Regions from separate parts of the Sus scrofa genome. Here region 2 is linked to region 1. The links are chromatin contacts, called in public Hi-C maps. All regions are on one chromosome and are shown on one strand. Each heading gives the region's core, a stretch centred on a gene start, on an enhancer-like site or on the middle of the called end of the contact. The rest is flanking DNA. Distances are from core to core; before and after follow the strand shown. Region 1 has its middle 23 kb from the start of LPAR1. Region 2 has its middle 140 kb from the start of KIAA0368.

Region 1 (6,784 bases), core at 3,788-6,287:
TCTTCCTAACTTTAACTTGATTATGGTCCCTGAAGTATCTCAAGATCCCTCCATACACACTTTTATCTTCTGTTCTTTCAGCCACTGCCTGATTCTCACCCTATTTCCTCATTTGAATTCTTGAGAATGAGAATCTGATGGGCCCAGCCTATCCCCATTTGGACAGAAACTTTTGGTTCCAGGCCTCCTTGTAGGACTGGCTACCTTTGGGTTAGATGTCCTTTCCCCTCCCTGACAACTGCAACATGGGGAAGGGGAGACTCCTGTGCAACAAAACACACCTGCCCAGGGCTGTTCCTTCTATTAGCAAGGCTAATATCCTTCAGACATGGCTAAGAGCACGGTAAGCTGTGATTAGCCATTGCACCACAGCACGGTGTTATAATACTGTGGTGTAATGGTTAATCCTTACCATGATGAACCCTTATGCCACAGAAATGAATTTAAATGAATTTTAAGTCATACAGAGTGGCCAATTATGATGTTCATTTCCAGGCTTTGTTTTTGTTTTGTTTTTTCCCATAGCATGTGCAAGTTCCCTTCCCAAGCCAGGGATCAAACCCACCCCACAGCAGTGACCAGGGCTGCCACAGTGACAATGCCAGATCCTTAACCTCCTAGGCCACAAGAGCACTCCAAGACTTTATTTGGTAAGGACAACTCAAATAAATACAGCAGACACTTCTCTCTAGCTGATTTCTGAAGCAGAGTAGAGTCAAAAATTCTGTTAAATGGAAGTTTCCACAGCAAAACCACATGGCAGGTGGAGCGGACAGCTCAGGATATCAATGAAACCCCACACATGCTTAGTCATTGTAAGAAGCCCTCTTGCTTCCTATTGGCAACCACATTTCTAACCAGCTGTTAGTGTCCCTGGGATCCCATGAGCAAAGGTCATGTGAGTGGCAGGTTGAGGATCCCTTAGTCACCAGAGAGCAAACCACAGGATGCTAAAAGCCACTCTGAGTGGCCCATGTACAGAATGGCCGGCATATCATTCGGCCTGTACTTCACTTGGGACGTTCACTAAAGAGACACTCCTGCAACTGTTCCTCAGGTCTGCTTCTAGCTTGCACATCTGGAAAAGAAGAAAGTTCTCTGACCCAGTCCAGCTGACCCATCTCATCCAGAACCCTTATATCCACCTGCTCTAGATGAGTTAGGAAGTGGAGGGAAGAGCACCACCAAGGATGTTAAACACTATCCAACAAGCTCTTCAAGGAAGCCCATGCTGGCTACTGCTGCTGATCATTCTAGCCCTTCGCTCAAAGGAGTGGACAGCGAAAAATAACTAAATGAAAGAAGAGAATCTGCCACCAAAAAAAAAGAGTAGTTCTCTTCTGAAAAACCAGATAAATGGCCACCCTTAAGAGTAGTAATGGGAGGGGGGGGAACTAAATAGAACTTTAAAAGAATCCTGGGAGTTCACATTGTGGCACAGCGTAAACAAATCTGACTAGGAACCATGAGGTCGCAGGTTTGATCCCTGGTTGCTCAGTGGGTAAAGGATCTGGCGTTACCATGAGCTGTGGTATAGGTTGCAGATGTGGCTTGGATCTGGTGTTCCTGTGGCTGTGGTGTAGGCTGGCAGCTGTAGCTCCAATTCGACCCCTAGCCTGGGAACTTCCATATGCCACAGGTGTGGCCCTAAAGAAACAAGAAAAAAAAATTGACTAACAACTTTAGATGAAAATATTCAAACAGCAACAATATACAATAGATGGCAGTATTATAAGATTTCAAAATAACTCTCTAAATTATTTCTAGCCATTTAAAAGTGATTTGTAATTTACTCATAAGTCACCCCAAAACCAGGTCAAAGAAGAAAACAAAATATATCTTAATAAATGTGGTTAAGTCTCATTTAGACCTTGGAGACTGAAGCATGAACAAAATAGAGCTTTCCCTCAAAGAGCTTATATTCTAGTGGGAGGAGACAGAAAATCAACCCGTAAATAAAGGATATACAGGTGCTTGAAGAGCCATGAAGAGGATTAAAGTAAGCACAGAGCAATTAGGCAGCACTTCTTTCATATATAATGGTCAGGAAAGACCTTCCGTAAGGATGGCACCTGAGCAGAAACCTGAGGAAAGCAGATAAGGGGGGAAGGCAGGAGTGGAGGTGAGCATCCCAGGTAGAAGCAGAGGTAAGTGCAAGAGTCCTGAGATGGCAGTTTGTTCCCCTCATTCAATAAGGGAATTTGATAGCAGTTTAAAATGCCTGTAAGTACACAAAAGAACCTATCTACAAAACAGAAACAGACTCACAGACCTAGAGAACAGATTTGTGGTTTCCAAGGAGGAGAGAGGAGGGAGTGGGATGGACTGAGAGTTTGGGGTTGGTAGATGAAAACTATTACATTTAGAATGGAGAGGCAATGGGGTCCTACGGTACAGCACAGGGAACTCTATCCAATCTCTTGGGATAGACCAGGGTGGAAGATAATATGAGAAAAAGAATATATACATATGGATGTCTGGGTCACTATGCTGTTCAGCAGAAATTGACACAACAGTGTAAATCAAATATATAGTCTAATAAAAATTTTTTAAATATTTTATTTATTTATTTATTTATTCATTTATTCGCTTTTTAGGACTTCACCCACAGGAAATGGACGTTCCCAGGCTAGGGGTCGAATCGGAGCTGCAGCTGCCGGCCTACACCGTGGCCCCAGCGACACAGGACAAGCCAGTCTGTGACCTACACCACAGCTCATAGCAACATAGGAACCTCAACCCACTGAGCGAGGCCAGGGATCAAACCTCATGGATATTAGTCAGATTCTTTTCTGCTAAGCCATGATGGGAACGCCCCAAAATATTTTTTAAAATGAAAAATAAAATGCCTATAAATAAAAACAAGCAGCACTTTAAAAATTATACACAGGGGAAACATTTGTCTTACATGAGCAATATTTTTGAAAATAATGCGATTTTTTTTCCTTTTCTGAAGGGCCGTCTGACTTGGATGATGATCAGGAGTAATTAGGACTGTTCACAGCAGGAATGCAAGAGAGAAAGAAAGGTCAGTGTTCAGCTCCTGATTGTCAAATGGCTTTGCCCAGAGAGAAAAGGATTTTCAAAATTCTTTGGGATCTCACTTCCATGGTCCTTAACTGGATCACAGAGTTCCCTGATAAGTATTAAGCAGGGAGAACTCAAGGTTTTTGTCATTAGCCAACTCCCCTCCAGAATGCAGGCAACACTTTTATCAGTCTCCTTAAGACTCTTGTTTTGGAGTTTCCGCTGTGGCTCAGCTATTAAAGAACCCAACTAGCATCCATGAGGATGTGGGTGTGATTCCTTGGCCTCACTCAGTGGGTTAAGCATCTGGCGTGGCTGTGGCTGTGGGGTAGCCAGCAGCTACAGCTCCAATTGGACCCCTAGCCTGGAAACCTTCGTAAGTCATGGGTGCGGCCCTAAAAAGACAAAAAAAAAAAAAAAAAAAAAAAAAAAAAAAAAAAAAAAAAGATTCATGTGTTCATTTTCTCTGTGATTTCCAAGATATTTTAGTGAGGCTTTATGTGAATCTGCTTCAAGGAGTAGCAGCCTCATTACTGGCTCTTGAAAAAAAAAAAAAAAAAGGACTGAAATAGCTTTCACTACCCTCACCTACCACCAATAATATCCATCATCCCTCGTCCTTTGAGGTGAACAGTTGATTTTCACAAACTTCAGTAAAGCGCTATACAAACCCATTTCCAGGCTCCCTTCCAAACCTACTGCCGCCCCCAAGTCTCTCAGATGTAAAAATTCTGTAATCATCAGTGGCCAACTCCGATACCAATTTGACCTCTAAACTCTTAAAGTGGACACTTAAACTTTGACGTTTCGAAGTTTTCTGGGTTAGAGAATCAGAGCCTTCCATCTTTCCATGGGCAACTTTAGACCCTATCTCATCTAGATCCAATTTTTCTTTCAGCTATTCTAAAATTCCATCTTCTCTCTTTTCTACTAAAAGGCAGCCACCTCAGCAGAACTTCTGGGAACACGGGTGATGAATTCCACCAGTCCTTTATTTCCGACGATACTTTCTGATGATTTTCCTATTGTGCAGTAAGAATCTCAAAAAGAAGTGTTGGGACTTCGGACTCATCAAGTGATCAAGCCACAAATTCTGGCCACTTTAATTAGCAACTTATCATCTCCTATTTCTTCTCCTCTTCCTGTCTTCATCTCATGAGACAAATCTGGATGTTGGACCATAAAAAGCATCATTGTAGGTACTCCCTTCCTCTTTTAACCCCCTCTTTGCTGCATCTCATTAGGTCATTGGGTCCAGCACCCAACACACTTCGCTGGCCCTGTTCCCCTGGGTCCCTCGGAAAGGTTCGTTCTTCTTTCTGCTTCTGTGACTTCCTTAGGCACCTGTTGCCCCTGCTTCACTTCAGGTGACTTTTGCAGGCTGTAATACCTGGGAGGAACTGCCTTTATCACATTATAAAGACTATTAAGTTGTTTCTTATTAAAGTGCAGATTCCTGTGTCCCAGACATCCGAAACTGTCAGCGAGTTTTGGGACTCTTCATTTTTACAAGCTTCCCAGATGATAATGATGTGAATGAAAACTTAGGAAGTAAAATAATAGGTAAGGTCTTCAGTCCTCTGAATTCCTCATTCTTTGGTTCCTTCCTTTCTCTCTTTCTTCTTTCCTTCTTTGGAAATTAATGCAACACCCGGGGCTCACTGTCTGGTCTGTAGTCTTTCTTCCTCCTGTCCTTCTCTCTCCTTCTCTCTCTCCTTCTCTCTTCCTCTCTCTTTCTTTCCTTCTCTCTCTGTCTCTCCCTACCCTTCTCTCTGTCTCTCCTGTCTGGTCCCACCTTGACCTGCCATTTAAGGGATCTTGGCAATATGTTGAGCACTACAAATATCTAATACTCTTAAAAAAAAAAAAAATGAAAGAAAAGAAAATTAACTTAAGCAAGAGCTTCTGGACCAAACTCTCTCTTGAACTTGGGACATGTAGACTACACCCTACAGGACAGTAAAGAGCCAGGAAACCCAAAAATAAGCACAGCTGGGATCCATAAAGTCCCCTCCCTCTGATTCAGGGGGAAGCGTTAAAACAGCTGACCTACTGCTCCAGCATTTCTGTTCCATCATCTGGAATGAGTGATAAATGGATATTTAAAAGCTGACGTGCTGCCTCCTTTATCCTTCACCACAATTTTATGAATTATTTTTTGCAAAAGCTTCCATCCTATAGCCCTGGTGTAAAAAGACTTAATTCTGCCACATGGTTTTAGAGTTCTGGTGTTAGCAGAAAAGGAAGAAAACTCTTCAAAACCTGACGGTAGCAGAGGTGGGTAATACTGGCCAAGTCCGTGGTGGTTGTTTCATTCAAAACAAAGAGCTAAAAGAAAACCGTTTAGAAATGTATTATTTTTAAGACCTAAAAGAAAATTATTTACATATTTGCTGTTTTTTATTTCAATTGATATTACTGGAAAGTGACCTATTAATTAAGTTATGGTTAATAAAAGTCTATTTAAGCTATATTCTGTAATTGAGAGGAATTTTGTAGTAATTGGGGGTTTAAATAATTAATTCTTGAAGTTCCCGTCAGAGGTTAACAAACCTGACTAGGAACCATAAGGTTGCGGGTTTGATCCCTGGCCTCGCTCAGTGAGTCAAGGATCCTGCTTTGCCATGAGCTGTGGTGTAGGTCACAGATGTGGCTCGGATCTGGCATTGCTGTGGCTGTGGTGTAGGCTGGCGGCTATAGCTCTGATTAGACCCCTATCTTGGGAACCTCCATATGCGGAGGTTGCAGCCCTAGAAAAGATGAGGAAAAAAAAAAATTAACTCTTACAACGTGCACATATATATTCTACTGTGTCTTATTTTGCAAAAAATCCATTTTTCTTAAAATGGAAGCATTTCTGTCTGGCTGAGTGTTTGGCCTTAAACGTTAGACGAAACATGTTTACTTTGCATAAAATCAACTGTCATTATATGTAAGTTAACTGGTGAGTATCACAGTGTATAAAAACACTATGTGGAAAGTGGACTGAAAAAATTCTAGTTTGCTCTAGAATTGTCTCAGGTGACCAGGCTTTGTGTCCAGGCACTAGATAACCTCTTTCACTTGAGGAAAAAAAAAGTCTGTTTTATCATCATCAGTTGGTTTTTAAAATAACCCATTCTGTTTTATTTGCAAAAGTTCACAAAGAGACCTATGTGATTTGCTGAATTTAAATAATTTAGAGACAGATAGCTTTGCTAGCGAGAGGAGGAGGGGGAAAAATGTACCCATGGAGAATTATCTTCCAAATACCGCCTCTAAGTCTGGACTTCACATCAAGATCTGGCAAACAGACAGTACTAAAATTGTCAGCTCTCTGAAATAATCACGCCTGCTGTCTGTCAGAGGTTTTGCAATTGAATTAATGCACATTTCTGTCTTATGGAGAAACCCCCCCTCTAATTCCTATTCTTCTCACTTACTTTTGTAGCAACTTTAGACCGCCACCCCTATCTGTCTCAGCTGTACAAACTCACAACAGGAAGTATAGTCAAGGGTCCTAAGCTGATAGAAAAAAAAGTTGGGGTGGGGGGGGCATGTGTAGGAGAGAAAAAAGAGACAGGGAGAGAAAGCCCTAACCTCTGAATAGCTTCAATATGCCCATCCCAGGTCTGATAAACATCTCTTTCATATTAAATATTGGCTGGAAGTACTTTTACATAAAGGAAAAAGAAGACCTTTTTCTGCCTTTGAAAGGTGAGCACAAGATCAAAGCAGCCAGGATAGAAGTTTCTTGACTGGAATTCCACCAACGCAG
Region 2 (6,596 bases), core at 788-3,287, 180 kb after region 1:
AAATTTTTTTAATAAAATATTGTGGAGTGCAGCCTATATTATAAATAGCTCATGTGTATTCTAAATTTTGGACAGGAGAAATGCTTTTCCTTTGACACCCTAGTGCATGAAATGTGCATTTCCCCTCGTAGTATTTTCTTTGCCTTTGTGAGACTTTTCCAGGCTGATGTGTGGACACACAACAGTGTGGCAGTTTGAACTCTTACTGTTTCTGTCTATTGATTGCATCATCACTGGTCTTAAGTAGCTGCAAAAGGGAGCACACTAGATTCCATTGAATACTTTGCCCATTCAACTACATTAGTGCCTCATTTCATCCCTACAAAGCCTTTATGATGAAACTATTATTATCTTCAACAATCTGAAACTCAAGTATCAACTAAGTTGCCCTAGAGAGTTGCAGGATGAACAACCCACTGGGCTGGGATGCAAATTCAGGTGTGTCTGGTGCCTCAGTGGAGGGTGGACATCAGATGACTAGGAGTCACAAATAACTAGCTGTACATAGTAACTACATAAATAAATGCTTTTTAGTAAATGCTTTTTTAGCTTTTTTTTTTTTTTTTTTTTTTTTTTTTGTCTTTTCAGGGTCGCACCCACAGCATATGGAGATTCCCAGGCTAGGGGTCTAATCAGAGCTGTAGCTGCCAGCCTACACCACAGCCACAGCAACACCAGATCCGAGCCGCATCTGCAACCTACACCACAGCTCACTGCAACACTGGATCCTTAACCCACTGAGCGAGGCCAGGGATCAAACCCTCAATCTCATGGTTCCTAGTCGGATTCGTTTCTGCTGCGCCACAAGGGGAACTCCAGTAAATGCTTTTTAATGGAAATCATTGAAAGCACATCTTTCCTAAAATATTTGTAAACTGATATAACTATATTAAGTGTTGATGGGAGAAAAAAAAAGACTTATGCCTGATTCTATTAACACGCACACAAAAATGTTTTAAATTAAGACCCTTCTGGAGTTCCCATCATGGCGCAGCGGAAATGAATCCGACTAGGAACCATGAGATTGAGGGTTCGATCCCTGGCCTCGCTCAGAAGGTTAAGGATCCAGCATTGCCACAAGCTGTGGTGTAGGTTGCAGACACGGCTCGGATCCTGCCTTGCTGTGGCTATGGCATAGGCCAGCATCTGCTCTGATTAGACCCCTAGCCTGGGAAACTCCATATACCACAGGTGTGGCCCTGAAAAGGCAAAAAAAAAAAAAATTTGAGTCTTCTGAGATTGGCTTGAATAATATTGAAAACAATTTAAATGGGCACATAACTACTCTATCTCTTACCAATGAGAAAACTCAAATCACCCTAACCCACTCTTTCATTCACTGCAATGTATATCATGATACTGCTCAAATATTTGTGGCTTATTTTAACCCAAATCTGTACACTGAATTCTCTGCTGAATGGATTTGGGCTTTTAGTTTTACTTCTCGGTATCTAGTTTAAAAGGAAAAAGCACTCAACATTCTAGCAGCAGCAAACTTGAGAGAAATAGCATGAGGGACTTAGAATATGAATTCTTTTTCAGTCCCCAAAGGGACGCTGTTTCACCAAGACCCAGGTCAGAGGGCTGGGCACCGCTGGGGCAGGTCACATGGCTGATCTGGGGTGAACTTGTTTTGTGAAGAAACAGATGATTTCTAGCTCTAAGGCTGCTGTTCCTGTAACTTTTTAGCAACAGTTAAATCCATTCCAAAATGACAAGTAAAAGAAAAGAACATTCTGAATAAAGTGCAGATGAATGGAGTTTTCCCCTGCCTCCCTGGGAATATTATGAGCATCTTACAAAGGCAGTCATATCCTGTTTCTTTCTCTGGTTGCTACAACTGTGGTTTGTATACTGGCTGTATCGCTAATGTGAATTTCTAACCCAAAAAATGTCAAAAGAAAAAAAAATTGTACTCCTTCACAAGTATGCATTTTTCTTCCTTAACTTTCAACAAGCACTGTTCTAAGTCATTGTTATTTTTTCTACACTGGAAGCAAATAGCCACATCTTTTTCATATCCTACTGCTAGCACAGAAGGTGAAATACTGACATCAATGAAAGGAGTTGCAAGTTCAGCATTAATAGAAACCAGGCAAACACTATTGGGCTATTTATAACTCAACAGTGCCCCCTAGTGTGCCTATAAAAATTAGCATGAGCCCAAGATTCAAAATAAATCGAGTTGAAAAAAGCCAATCAAAAGACATTCACAGGAGTCCTCTGGTGGCCTAGCAGTTAAGGACCCGGTGTTGTCACTGCTGTGGCTCAGGTCACTGCTGTGGCTGGGTTCAATCCCTAACCCGGGAACTTTTTGTGGCAAAAAAAAAAAAAAAAAAAAAAAGTCAATAAATTTATCTTGTCAAACAATCAAGGCATTTGCCTTTTCAGGTGAAACTAATTATTTCAACAAGAGACATAGGTTACTTTCAACTAACAATAGGGCATTAAGAAGATCAGATTCAGGTAGAAAGAGCATCAAAACACATGGAAAGAGATAATCCAAAATACAAATATGCATTTTGAAAGGAGACAGAAGAAGGAGGAGAAACAGACCCTTCCTGCTGGACGCAACTGATGTCCTAAGAGGGAACATCCATCCTGCAGTCCCACGCTCAGATCTTTATTCTCTGCTAGAGTTCTTATCCCTCTGTATTTGAATACTATTTTTTTTTCATCTTTTGCCATTTCTTGGGCTGCTCCCACAGCATATGGAGGCTCCCAGGCTAGGGGTCGAATCGGAGCTGTAGCCACCGGCCTACGCCAGAGACACAGCAAGGGATCCGAGCCTCGTCTGCGATCTACACCACAGCTCACAGCAACGCTGGATCCCTAACCCACTGAGCAAGGCCAGGGGTCGAACCCGAAACCTCATGGTTCCTAGTCGGATTCGTTAACCACTGAGCCACGACGGGAACTCCTGAATACTATTATCTTTAACATTCCTTTCACCATTTAGAGGAAATCTTCCTTGGCTGGTACTCTATCTCAATGTCCTCAAAAATGACATGCCATGCCAATAAAGCTTCACCAGGAGTTCTTGTCATGGCTCAGCAGTTAACAAACCCCACTAGTACCCATGAGGAGGCGGGTTCGATCCCCAGCCTCACTCAGTGGGATAAGGATCCAGCATTGCAGTGAGCTATGGGTGTAGGCCGCAAATGCGGCTCAGATCCTGCGTTGCTGTGCCTGTGGCGTAAGCTGGCAGCTACAGCTCCAATTCGACCCCTAGCCTGGGGACCTGCATATGCCATGGGTGCAGCCCTAAAGAGACAAAAATAAATAAATAGATAAAAGCTTCATCATGTCCACTCTATGGAAAAAGATCAATAGAACCTAAATTATTTGCGAAAAGAAATCTAGGCCTGATAGAATATGGAAAAACTCTCACAGTGACACACCAGTTGTAAATTAATATCAAAACCCACTGTATAATTTTCACTGTAGGCAATTCCCCTGAAGTTGACTATTTAGCAGATTTGATGTTTTCAAAAGGTTTGATTTTTTCACAAGTATTCCTTCCACGCACTGCTTCGGAAATACATTTTAATGAAGTCAGTCTCATTTGACTATTACATTCATCATTCTGTTCTCCAAAACAAGGGAGGGAGGGAGCAGGTAAGTACACCCATGTGTCTTCACAGAATTCTTACTTGTGTGTGTATATATGCCCTACATCATAAAACCACAAGGCATGATATTGAAAGACTTTTAGCAGTTTTCAGACTAACACGAGTTGTCTCTGACAACGGAGGTTAGTATGTAAAAAAGTTTACTAGGGAGTGCTCTGAGGTTAAACACCTGGGGAAGAGCAGAAGTTGGGGTGATACAATATCAAGAGAAGCCTTACCTGATTCTCCGAGGAGTTCCAAGAGCTGAATTATCCTTCAGAACCATCCTAACTTAGGGGTAAGAGGGCTGGACTTTTAGAACCTGCTATTGAGCAGTCATTGACTGTGATCACCTGGAAAGAGGCTCGGATCCCTTGCTGTGTCTCTGGCGTAGGCCGGTGGCTACAGCTCCAAATCGACCCCTAGCCTGGGAACCTCCATGTGCTGTGGGAGCGGCCCAAGAAATGGCAAAAGATGAAAAAAAAAAAAATAGTATTCAAATACAGAGGGATAAGAACTCTAGCAGAGAATAAAGATCTGAACGTGGGAGTGCAGGATGGATGTTCCCTCTTAGGACCTTGGCAAGACAGCTGTCCTCAGTCAAGGCAATCCCTGCTGACGTCTGAGAGCTGAGAACTGGCTGTTGGCAGCATTCTCTACAGCTGAGAGTCTCTCGTTCCTGATGGAGATTCTGATCAGCACATCATCGCATCCATCAGCAGAACTCAGATCCATGCAGTGCCCCGTATGCCCTTGTCTCAATAAGTATACATTTCATCGATGAAAAAGAATAGCAGTCTTAAATAGCAAATAGCACGTATCTCAAATAGCAACGCAGAAAATGACAGGGAGGAATAATGGAGGCACTTATTATTTTTTGTCTTTGTGCCTTTTCTAGGGCCACTCCCATGGCATATGGAAGTTCCCAGGCTAGGGGTCTGATTGGAGCTGCAGCCGCCAGCCTACACCAGAGCCACGGCAACGCGGGATCCGAGCCGCATCTGCGACCTACACCACAGCTCATGGCAACGCTGGATCCTTAACCCACTGGCAAGGCCAGGGATCAAACCTGCAACCTCATGTTTCCTAGTCGAATTCGTTAACCACTGCGCCACGACGGGAACACCTGTGTTTTTGTTTTGTTTTGTTTTGTTTTTTTAATGCATCTTGTTACAGGGAAAAATGTCCTGGTAGACTGGGTCTTCTGTTCTCTCTCTCCTTAGCAATGGGAGAGGACTATACATCCACACTCTCTGTCATGTAATTTTGCAATGCCCTCTTCATGTCCTGGAGTATATTTCCTCACCCCTTGACTCTATGCTTTATTAGCCACTATGAATAAACCAGAGGCTTGAAAGGGAGGTTGGGGGTTATGCTTCCTCTCTTGGGCCTCCACCATTCCTATTAGAAGAACTTGCCCCAGCTACCCTGCTGTTTGGCAGGAGAGAATGGGAGACACATGGAGCAGAACCACCCCAACCACTACAGCCTGAAGCAAAGCTATTTCGACCCACCTACAGAGCTACAAGGAGTAGCAGAACTGTCTTAACCAAGCCCAGCCTACATCAGCAGAACCTGGTTCAGCTGCACAGCTGTGTGCATGGTGAAAAAAAGACTGCCATTGGTTGGGTTTATTTGGAGGAATAGTCTTCAGTAAAACATCGCTATGGCAATAGCCAAATGATACAGATGTAGGTATTAGTTGATAGACATCGTCAAACATGTAAGCTTAAATATATGTATGGCATTATTTCTTCTAATCTATTAGTAGGGAAAAAAATAGAGAAACAATTCAATACAGAATAGAGGGGAATGAGAAGACAAGTGGGAAAAGGGGGAAGTAAGAATGAGCAAATAAATAAACGAGTAGAAACAAGCCTAAGGGTATCATAAATAACAATAACTATGAATGAGTAAAATGAGTATTAGAAGATAGACTCACAGACCAAAGGAAATGAAAATGAACTCTTTTTATTTTTAAGAGGCTTGGGGTTCTGCTGTGGTGCAGAGGGTTAAGGATGCAGCATTGTCACTGCAGTGGCTTGGGTCACTGCTGTGGCACAAGTTCAATCCCTGGCCCAGGAATTTCCACATGCTGTGGGTGAGGCAAAAAAAACAAAAAGAGAGAAAGAGAGAGACAGGCTTAAAATAACAAGACGACATTGAAATAAAGGGATGATAAAAAATATATGAGACTTTTCTGAAATGAACACAATACTGTAAATCAACTATACTTCTATTTTAAAAATACATGTCTGGAGTTCCCATCATGGCTCAGCGGTTAATGAATCTGACTAGCATCCATGAAGATGTACGTTCGATCCCTGGCCTTGCTCAGTGGGTTAAGGATCTGGCATTGCTGTGAGCTGTGGTGTAGGTTGCAGATGCAGCTCCGATCCTGTGATGCAAGATATATCAAAAGTGCTTAAAGGAGAGCAAACAGTAACAATATTAATGTCAAATTGAATATAAAGTGAAAATTACTAGAGGGACCCAAGAGGATTATTGCATACTAATAACTATACAAACACATTTCAGTACATCAGGAAGATACAATAGTCATGACTTTTTAATAGATTTAAACAAATAGCTTTGAAATATATAAATCAAAATCTAATATAAAAAGCTTCTGCACATCAAAGGAAACCATCGACAAAGTGAAAAGGCAGGAGTTCCCATCGCGGCTCAGTGGACACGAATCCAACTGGGAACCATGAGGTTGCAGGTTCTATCCCTGGCCTTACTCACTGGGTTAAGGATCAGGTGGTGCTGTGAGCTGTGGTGTAGATCAAAGCCATGGCTCGAATCCTGCATTGCTGAGGCTGTGGCGTATGCTGGTGGCTGTAGCTCCAATTCAACCCCTAGCCTGGGAACCTCCCTATGCCACAACTATGGTCCTAAAAAGCAAAAAAAAGAAAGGAAGAAAGAAAAAAGAAAAGGCAGTCTATGGAATGGGAGAAAATAACTTCAAATCATATACCCGAT

Evidence for each region. A called contact is a pair of places that touch in the nucleus more often than the background predicts.
Region 2: a Hi-C map of subcutaneous adipose tissue shows a contact between it and region 1, with 2.9 times the contacts expected there. The contact joins two enhancer-like sites. A contact is called at or near these places in 4 of 47 Hi-C or Micro-C datasets (embryonic fibroblasts, heart right ventricle, skeletal muscle and 1 more) and 2 of 2 datasets of contacts at active chromatin or transcription factors (alveolar macrophages and skeletal muscle).

Annotation. Positions count from the first base shown.
Region 1 is chr1:251,998,089-252,004,872 of Sscrofa11.1, forward strand. No RefSeq gene overlaps it. Among named protein-coding and RNA genes, the nearest start is that of LPAR1, 23 kb to the left of the region's middle. Within about 2 kb of position 5,038, at least 6 of the 83 cell types and tissues checked have an H3K27ac peak or open chromatin away from gene starts, as enhancers often do. A contact at or near this core is called in subcutaneous adipose tissue, where this site is marked.
Region 2 is chr1:252,183,849-252,190,444 of Sscrofa11.1, forward strand. No RefSeq gene overlaps it. Among named protein-coding and RNA genes, the nearest start is that of KIAA0368, 140 kb to the right of the region's middle. Within about 2 kb of position 2,038, at least 13 of the 83 cell types and tissues checked have an H3K27ac peak or open chromatin away from gene starts, as enhancers often do. A contact at or near this core is called in subcutaneous adipose tissue, where this site is marked.